3 separate regions of the Mus musculus genome follow, and regions 2 and 3 are each linked to region 1. Evidence: chromatin contacts called from public HiCAR-type and HiChIP or PLAC-seq data. All regions are on one chromosome and are shown on one strand. Each heading gives the region's core, a stretch centred on a gene start, on an enhancer-like site or on the middle of the called end of the contact. The rest is flanking DNA. Distances are from core to core; before and after follow the strand shown.

Region 1 (2,748 bases), core at 167-2,666:
GAACTTATCAACATGAAAGAAAATTCATAAAAAATGTTGACAGCAAAGTCAGATTTTCTTTTTAAACTTGAATGTGCAATCAGTCTACTATAAAGTATAAAACAGGCCACTGCTTCACAAGCAACTGAGAAAGGGTAGCTCCTGGAGATGATGATACTGTTGACTGACCTGGGACCTAATACATCCGACTGTGCTTTTCTTTATGTCTATTACACCTAATGGTTTGTTTTGGTTTTTGAGGATTTTGCAATGTATCCCAGGCTAACCTTAAACTGGAGATCTCCTGTCTCTGCCTTCTAAATGCTAAAATGATATGTCTTAAGAGAAAGCAGGGAAAGGCTGATATTTTTAGTTTTAAAATCACCTATATTCCAGAAACAACTGCTTTCAATACTTTTAAGTTATTTCCCTGTCTTCTGAAGCAGGTATGCTTGGCTCATCCACCCTCTTAAGAATGTCAAGGGCAATTTTCTGAGGAACATCCTTAGTGAGGTAACCCAATCACAAAAGAAGTCATTAGATATGCACTCACTGATAAGTGGATATCAGCCCAGAAACATAGAACACCCAAGATACAATTTGCAAAACACAAGAAAATCAAGAAGAGGGAAGACCAATGGGTGGATACTTCATTCCTCCTTCTAATAGGGAACAAAATACCCATGAAAGGAGTTACAGAGACAAAGTTTGGAGCTAAGACGAAAGGATGGACTTTCCAGAGAATACCCCACCCAGAGATCCATCCCATAATCAGCCACCAAACCCAGACATTATTGCATATGCCAGCAAGATTTTGCTGAAGGGACCCTGTCATAGCTGTCTCATATGAGTCTATGCCAGTGCCTGGCAAATACAGAAGTGGATGTTCACAGTCATCTATAAAATGGAACACAGGGCCCCCAATGGAGAAGCCAGAGAAAGCACCCAAGGAGCTGAAGGGGTCTGCAACCCTATAGGTGGAACAACAATATGAACTAACCAGTACCCCCAGAGCTCATGTCTCTAGCTGCATATGTAGCAGAAGATGGCCTAGTTGGCCATCATTGGGAAGAGAGGCCCCTTGGTACTGCAAACTTTATATGCCCCAGTACAGAGGAATGTCAGGGCCAAGAAGTGGGAGTGGGTGGGTAGGGGAGGAGGGCAGAGGGAGGGTATAGGGAACTTTCGGGATAGCATTTGAAATGTATATAAAGAAAATATCTAATAATAATAAAAAGAATGTCAAGGGCATTTTTTTAAAATATCTATGTTCGTTTTCCATTTCCCTCAAGAAATGGTGCACCAATTTTGCAGAGGAATTGCTATGGTGTGAGAGCTCCTTGTGGCTCAGCCCAGGTCCGAATGGCTTATTACTTGTGATCATCTTAAGACGACGCGGCTTTAAAGCAAGACGGAGGAACCCGCCATTTTCAGCAGCACTAGGCCACGTTAGGCTGCGGGCCCGTGGCCCTGGCTCGCCTCTCCAAGGGGAAGCCTCTGGAGGATTCTGTAGCGTTCGGGGAAGCCCAGGTACCAGGTCCCTAGGGGCCCCGCACTGCCCGGTTGCCAAGGGAACCGCCACGCGCCGCTGTGCCCGCCGACTAGCGGGTGTGTGAGAGGCCAGCGGGCAGGCCAGGCATGGAGCTGCCGGACCCTGTTCGCCAGCGCCTGAGCAACCTCAGCCTCACCGTGTTCGGCGACTCCAGCCGCACCGGGCCAGAGTCCAGTGATGCGGCCGGTGAGTGGCGAGGGCGCAGGCCCACGCGGGGGTGTGGCTCGCGGGCGGGAGGCCGCACAGGCCGTGCCCGGGTGAAAGATGGCTGCTCCGGCTTCAGCCAGGGCTCTGTGCCCCGGGAGAAACCACGGCCCTGCGGCGGACCCGGGAGACCACGCGCTTCCGCCGCCGCAGCTACTGCACCCGGTGGCGCGGTCGCCGAGCGGATCAGGATGCGGATCAGGAACGCCTTCTTCCCCACGCGGGTCCCCGCTGAGTCCCCAGCGTGACAGCCGCCGGCTCACACAAAACCGGGCTGTGTCCAAACCCCTCCTAGCAGAGCAAGACCGGCTGCTGCCAAACCGACAAGGCCTTCCTCTGCCTGTTCCTTCTTTCTCCCTGTATAAAAAACTCTCCTCCCGAAATCTAAAAACGAAATACCAACGAGTTAACTCCAGCTTCTGCCTCCTCAATCAGGAGGACAGCATACATGGTTGTCTCCTTTGAAATCAAGGAATTGGAAATCCTTTCGATGGCTTGGTTTGGGCTTTCTTATTTTTATTTTTATTTCTTAAATAGGGCATTGAAAAGCAAACCACTTGCCATCATTGCATGTTGTCACCTTGGTCATTCGTGTAATTTACGCTATATGGAGAAAAGCCTGTAAAATTAGGATTTCGTGTTTCCGATTCAAAGTGTGAGCCGTACGGGGCACTAAAATCGAATAATACAAAGTCTCTGGGAAAAAAAGTGTGTGTGGGGGGGGCGGGGGTGACATTTGTTCTGAAGTTCTTTAGAGCCTCAGCAGCCTAGATAGTCGTGATGGTGTGGACAGCAATAGAACTAGGTAAAGACATCAGCCCTGTAATTTCTTATGGTTCTTACGTGTCAGAAAATATTGTTTTCCCAGACATTCAAACGTGAGAAAAGCTGTTTAAGTTCACTGTCTCTGCCAAGACAGGCAATTAATTGGTCAGAAAAATTTGTCTGACCAATTATATAATACTTAAATTTTATCTCATTACAGAACTTAACTGGAACTTTTGTAAAATTTA
Region 2 (2,748 bases), core at 183-2,682, 420 kb after region 1:
GCTGCCTTGACTTCCCAACCCGATTTCCTTCAGAATATGAGAAATGAAATAAACCTTTGCTCCCCAAGTTGCTTTCGGTCATGGTGCTTTATCACAGCACCAGAAACCTAAGACAGTGAGTGTTCACTGCTTTCTGCTTCCTGACCGTGGGTGCAACGTGCCCCGCTGCCTCCACCACTCTTTCCTTGCACTGACAAGCTGTGAGTCAAACCTTCCCACCCTCAAGTTCCTTCTTTCCGGTACTCTGTCACAGAGCAGGACGGTCACCAATACATTGAGGAACTCAAGGCTAATTAAAGTAAATTTGACTTTGACAAACTACTCTGATATTGAAACAGTTCTTTTCTCCACTGATACACTGATACAATACCAAGTAACGCTCTCAAAAAGCTGAATTTTGGAGAAATAGTATGATTTGTAACAACATGGCACTTGAGGATCAGCTCTTCCCACTGGGCTCCTTGTTCCCTGTGCATCACTCCCTGCAGAAGTCCTGAGTGATTGAATGTGTGCTCTTGACACCAGCAAGACCACACATCAAGGACCCTAGCCTCAGACTCAAATGGCAAACCCCATCCTGCCCCAGCTCAGGAAAATGCTAAAGCCTTCCTGAAGGGTCTGAGTACGGAAATTGAAGGTGTCTGCAGGAAATGCCCACCAATAGCTCCCCAGACCCTATATTTATGGCCCAAAGACTTTTCTCCTAAAGAGACTGCTCCTACCAAGATTAGCTAAGCCTGTCTCCTGATCCAGATGTATTCTATAAACCTGCCTCCTTGTTTATCTATGTAAACCCACCTCCCTTTCTAACTCTACATAACAAAACACTGAGCTTCTGGGATACAGTTTCCCAACAGAGAGCTCAGTCCACCTACTACCAGCTTGTCTGTATGTTTGTCTTTTATTTCTTTGCCCCTGTCAAGTCAGATCTATCCCTGTACAGGCTGCACTAGCACCCTTAGTGTATCCAGATGACATACTGATGACAGAAAAGAGGCGTGTCACACTGGAACCAGCTGCTTGCAGCTCAGTCTGACTTTCCACCTTTTCTTTCAGAACAAATTGGAAGCCACCTGCAACTAATATAGATACTCAAAACAAGTGTCTCTTTATGATCAGAATATTTTAAAGCTTTCAAGGGGAGAACACTTTCCCCCAAGACAGGGTTTCTTTGTGTAGTTCTGTCCTGGAACTCACACTGTAGACCAGGCTGACCTCGAACTCAGAAATCCACCTGCCTCTGCCTCCCAGGAGCTGGGATTGAAGGTGTGCGCCACCACTGCCAGGCAGAACACTTTTTAAATGGTGTGGTGTTTGAATAGGAACAGCCCCCAAAGACTCAAAGTGTTTGAATGCTTGGCCCACAGGGAGTGTCACTACCAGGAGGTGTGGCCTTGTAGGACTACTGGCCTTGTTAGAGGAAGTTTGTCACTGTGGGGGGGTCTGTGATGCTCAAGCTTCAGCCAGTGCAGCACCCAGGCTCCTTCTGCTGCCTGTAGATCAAGATGTGGAACTCTTAGCTCCTTCTCCAGCACCATGTCTGTCTGCACACTGCTAAGATTAGCCATCTTCTGGCTAAGCATGCTCATTATTCATTCCTTACTTCCCCAAAGAAATTACTATCCGTGCAGTCAACACTCTTAACTCCATGGTTCCTCTGACAGTTTTCTTTTCACCGTGACTAACATCCACTTAGATCCAATCTGCTTTCCCAATCCAACTGAAATAGCCACTTTGTCCACAGGCACTGCACTTAAGCACATGGAATAGAAAGAAGAATTAAGACACACAATCTGCCTTTCAAGATCATAGTCAGTCAGATCTGTTACTGAGGCGCACAGGCTGCTTGCTTCTGAGAGGAGAGTGCCTTGCAGCAAACTCAGGGGTTCTTTCTACCTCCCTGGCTGGTCTGAGAGGACTCAAGGAGTCTCATAAGACAAATGACAAAAACTCCTCAGCTTCGGTGGCACCAAGACCAGCACTCTCCTGGATAACCAGGTGTAGCTGGTGCATATCCTTGAAGAAAGGAGATTAGGGTCCCACGTTTAAGTCATAGAAAAAAAAATCAGAGGTCACAGACAGTTATGGCCGGCCATAAAACTAGTTCCTGATAGCCCCACAAAGGACAGTCTTTAATCCCCCTCCCAGCCTCGGGATTCTGCCCCACCAAATGGTATCATGTCTGAGCTATGACTTACCTGACCCATCTTCCCTCCCCTTCACCCTAAGCATTCAAGGAACTTCTAACTGCCCTGTATATAAGTGCTAAAACACTGGAGCTGGGGGTCACAGACTCCGAACCTATGCTGTAGGGGGTTTGTGATCCGAGTCAGGACTCATTTTCAGTAAAAAGTCTTTCATGCCCACTTGCAGCGGACTCTGCACTTCCTGAGCTCGCCTGGGCTTCCTGAGGAATCAGGGCATAACATCACACAACTGTAATCCCAGCATTGGAAGCAAATGCAGCAAGATACTATTTGAGTTTGAAACTAGTCTGCATTTATAAAGCAAACCTAGTGGAACCTGAACTACAGTGAGGACTAAACAAGGCTTAAGGATCAGGTGAGGAAGGCTTGCCTGTCACCTCAAGATTCTGAGCTCAATTCTCAGAACTGGGGCACATGGGGAACTGGGGAGAGCCAGTGTATTCAGTGTATTTATCTCTCCACATTGAAGTCCTATGATCTGTTCTTTTCTCTCTGCTGTGATAGCCACCGGCCAACACCCAGTCTTCACAGTCAAACATCA
Region 3 (2,748 bases), core at 182-2,681, 270 kb before region 1:
AGGTTTCACAAAGACCAGACTGGGTAACTCCTAAATACAGAGAGCTGACTGTATAAAGGAAGATCTCAAAGAACATTAAAACTAAGAAATAAATAGAATAAAAAGTAATTTCTTCTAGAATACACTACCTTCTAAGAAAATTAATCTGTAGCCTCAAGTTTATATTTTATTACCTAGACTCAAACAGGATCTGGTACCATATAAGAAAGAATCTTTCATAAAAATTCTTTCAATTGTCATATGCCATTAAATAAACAAAGTTTATTTACTATCAAAGATGAGTATATTCTGAAGTGACCTACAACCTAAAGTATTTTATTATATTTATTGTATTCCATAACTCTTATAGAATAATTGCTAGCTAAGTGTCAAATGAAATAAAGTGCTTACAGTGTCCACTCTAAAGACTACTGATATAGTCACATCCCTCTATTACACTTAAAGGACAACTTTATTCTGGCCAACTCCACAAAAGCTGTAGATGCAATGAGAAGTACTGTGTCCATTCTTAGAACTCCTCCTCACATGTGAATAAGACAGTATTCACATTATAATGCCCCCAAACTACAGATATGTGTCTTGAAAAAATACTGTTCATGATGTGAATCAGCTTCAATTCCTATATTGCTGGCCCCTATATTGCTGGCAGGGGTGTTTGGCAATTTCTGGTATGTGTGCATGTATATGTATGTGTGTTGAGTGTGCACACATACTCTAGTGGGTGTGTTGGGAAACAATACTATGCAAAGTTGTATGGGCATACATGTAAGGAGGCTAAAGGCTGCGGCCAGGTATCTTCCCTATCACTCTCTACCTACTTAAACAAGGATTCTAGCAGTTAACACTGACAGAAGTAAAAAAAAAAAAAAAAAAAAAAAAAGACTATATACTCAGGGGACTGAGTAATTAACTAACTTGTAGTATATTCACAGAATGGAATACTATTCAGCAATAAAGCAATAAACTACAAATGAAAACAAAGCATGAACACATTGCAAAAACATGATGCTAGGCAAAGAAGACCACACATAAAACAGTTTTACTATGTAAAATTATATAGAACACTATTATACAAATATACAGTGCTATACAAATATACTACTGTAATATTTTTGCATGAAATTCAAAAATAGGTAAATTAGTCTTTATTGACAGAAAAATCAAAATAGTGATGGCCTCTGAGGGCTGGAAATTGCCTGGAAAAGACACAAAAATGTTATGCTGATAGCAATCTATACTTTGACAGGAGTACTATTTATGCAAGTATCAGAATATATACATCATATTTATTATGTATGTAAACTGTGGTGGCTTGAATAAGAATGGCCTATAGGCTTACATATCTGAGTGCTTAGTCACCAGGGAGCAGCTCAGGGTGGGACTGGGAAGCCTGGCCTTGTTGGAAGAAGTGCATCAATGCAGGGCAGGGGTGCTCTGAGGTTTCAAAGGGCCAAGCCCAGCTCAGTGTCTCTCCTCTCTTCCTCCAGCACTATGTCCTTGCCAGCAGGCTCCCAGCCATGATGATAATGGACTAAACTTCTGAAACTACAAGCAAGCCCCAATTTAAATGCTTTCTTTCATAGAGTTGCCATGGTCATGGTGTCTTGAATAACTAAGGTTTGATGAATTTTGCACCCTTAAGTTTTAGCTTAATAAAAATAAAACTGGAGGCCAGATATAATGGCACACACTTGTAATCCCAGCCCTTCGGAGGCACAAAAGGGAAGATCACAAATTCTAAGTCAGCCTAAAATACAAAATGAGCCCTGTCTCAAAAACAAACAAAACCACCTTGAAAGGGTACTTTTAGTAAGTTTTTAAAATTTCAATTATCATCTAACAAACTTTTCTTAATAGCAGTCTATCTATAGGAAAACAAACTAACCTCTAATAAATATGCATACAGCTGTATGCTTACGAAAATAAAATTATCTACAGAACAAGATGTTTAAAATTCTATTCTAGTCTCCATGTATGATACTATCAGTACAAAGAAAAACAAATCAAAATCTTCAAAAAAGTCCACTCCTCCTCCCCTGCAATCCAGCATGAACTCAGAAAGTTGGCCACTCGTTAAGAACACTGAGCTCTTCCTCGACAAATTTTTAAGTGGTGACTGTTCAGAGGAGACTAACCTTGGAAGACTTCCTTCGGCTTCTTCTTGTCCAAACAACCACCAGTTTATCTGGTTGCCTATCAAATTAAAAAACAAAGAAAGAAATTAAGTATAATTCATCTTAAACAAGATTATTAAAGTTTAGTTCTAGTACCTTTAAAGGACAAAAGTGGCCTGGGGTGACTCCACAAGTGAAAAGTTTTCCACACAAGCACAGGAACCCGATCTCCATCCCTAGCACTGAGATTAAAACCTGGATGTGGCAGTGTGTCCTGGAACTCCAGGTAAGGGCAGAGACAGGAGGATTCCAGGAGCTACCAGCCAGCCTAGTCAAAATGATGAGTGCAGGTTCCATGAGAAGCCTGTGTAAAAACTAAGATAAAGACCCCAAAAACTGGCCTCTGCTTCCCACTCGAGCATGCAGGTGAGCGAGCACATGTGCATAAGACCCTCATGTACACCCCTCACGCAGACACACAAAAAAGGACAAAAGTGTTTACTACTTTAGATTCCACAAAGCAGTTAAGCTCCAGTTCTATTCCTAAGTACAGTAGATGCTAAATTCAGATATGATCTCATTGAAGTAACTAGTATTTCCTCTAGAAACTTTTCTTTAAAAGTAATACCAAATC

The links. HiCAR-type assays count read pairs that join an accessible place to other places. HiChIP or PLAC-seq counts read pairs in DNA pulled down with a chosen protein or histone mark.
Region 2: an H3K4me3 HiChIP or PLAC-seq map of bone marrow-derived macrophages shows a contact between it and region 1, with 5 times the contacts expected there. The contact joins the enhancer-like site here to the promoter of Tmem17 in region 1. A contact is called at or near these places in 4 of 39 promoter capture datasets (embryonic stem cells, hippocampal neurons, liver and 1 more), 4 of 115 datasets of contacts at active chromatin or transcription factors (bone marrow-derived macrophages, embryonic stem cells and microglia) and 2 of 9 other capture datasets (adipose tissue and liver).
Region 3: a contact with region 1 is called in a HiCAR-type map of fibro-adipogenic progenitors, with 4 times the contacts expected there. The contact joins the enhancer-like site here to the promoter of Tmem17 in region 1. A contact is called at or near these places in 4 of 39 promoter capture datasets (3T3-L1-derived adipocytes, cranial neural crest, pre-B cells and 1 more), 12 of 484 Hi-C or Micro-C datasets (the 3T3-L1 cell line, the HL-1 cell line, brown adipocytes and 9 more), 16 of 115 datasets of contacts at active chromatin or transcription factors (the NIH/3T3 cell line, SST interneurons, astrocytes and 10 more) and 2 of 9 other capture datasets (embryonic stem cells and macrophages).

The regions. Positions count from the first base shown.
Region 1 is chr11:22,510,867-22,513,614 of GRCm38.p6, forward strand. Tmem17 (transmembrane protein 17) reads left to right here and starts at 1,417. Exons shown (of 4, transcript NM_153596.3): 1 at 1,417-1,717. The coding sequence starts at 1,618.
Region 2 is chr11:22,928,814-22,931,561 of GRCm38.p6, forward strand. The region is part of intron 2 of Commd1 (COMM domain containing 1); the gene reads right to left. Among named protein-coding and RNA genes, the nearest start is that of Zrsr1, 42 kb to the right of the region's middle. Within about 2 kb of position 1,433, at least 35 of the 459 cell types and tissues checked have an H3K27ac peak or open chromatin away from gene starts, as enhancers often do. A contact at or near this core is called in bone marrow-derived macrophages, where this site is marked.
Region 3 is chr11:22,245,835-22,248,582 of GRCm38.p6, forward strand. It overlaps Ehbp1 (EH domain binding protein 1), which reads right to left. Exons shown (of 25, transcript NM_153078.4): 3 at 2,136-2,193. Among named protein-coding and RNA genes, the nearest start is that of Ehbp1, 40 kb to the right of the region's middle. Within about 2 kb of position 1,432, at least 32 of the 459 cell types and tissues checked have an H3K27ac peak or open chromatin away from gene starts, as enhancers often do. A contact at or near this core is called in the HL-1 cell line, embryonic fibroblasts, fibro-adipogenic progenitors and 1 more, where this site is marked.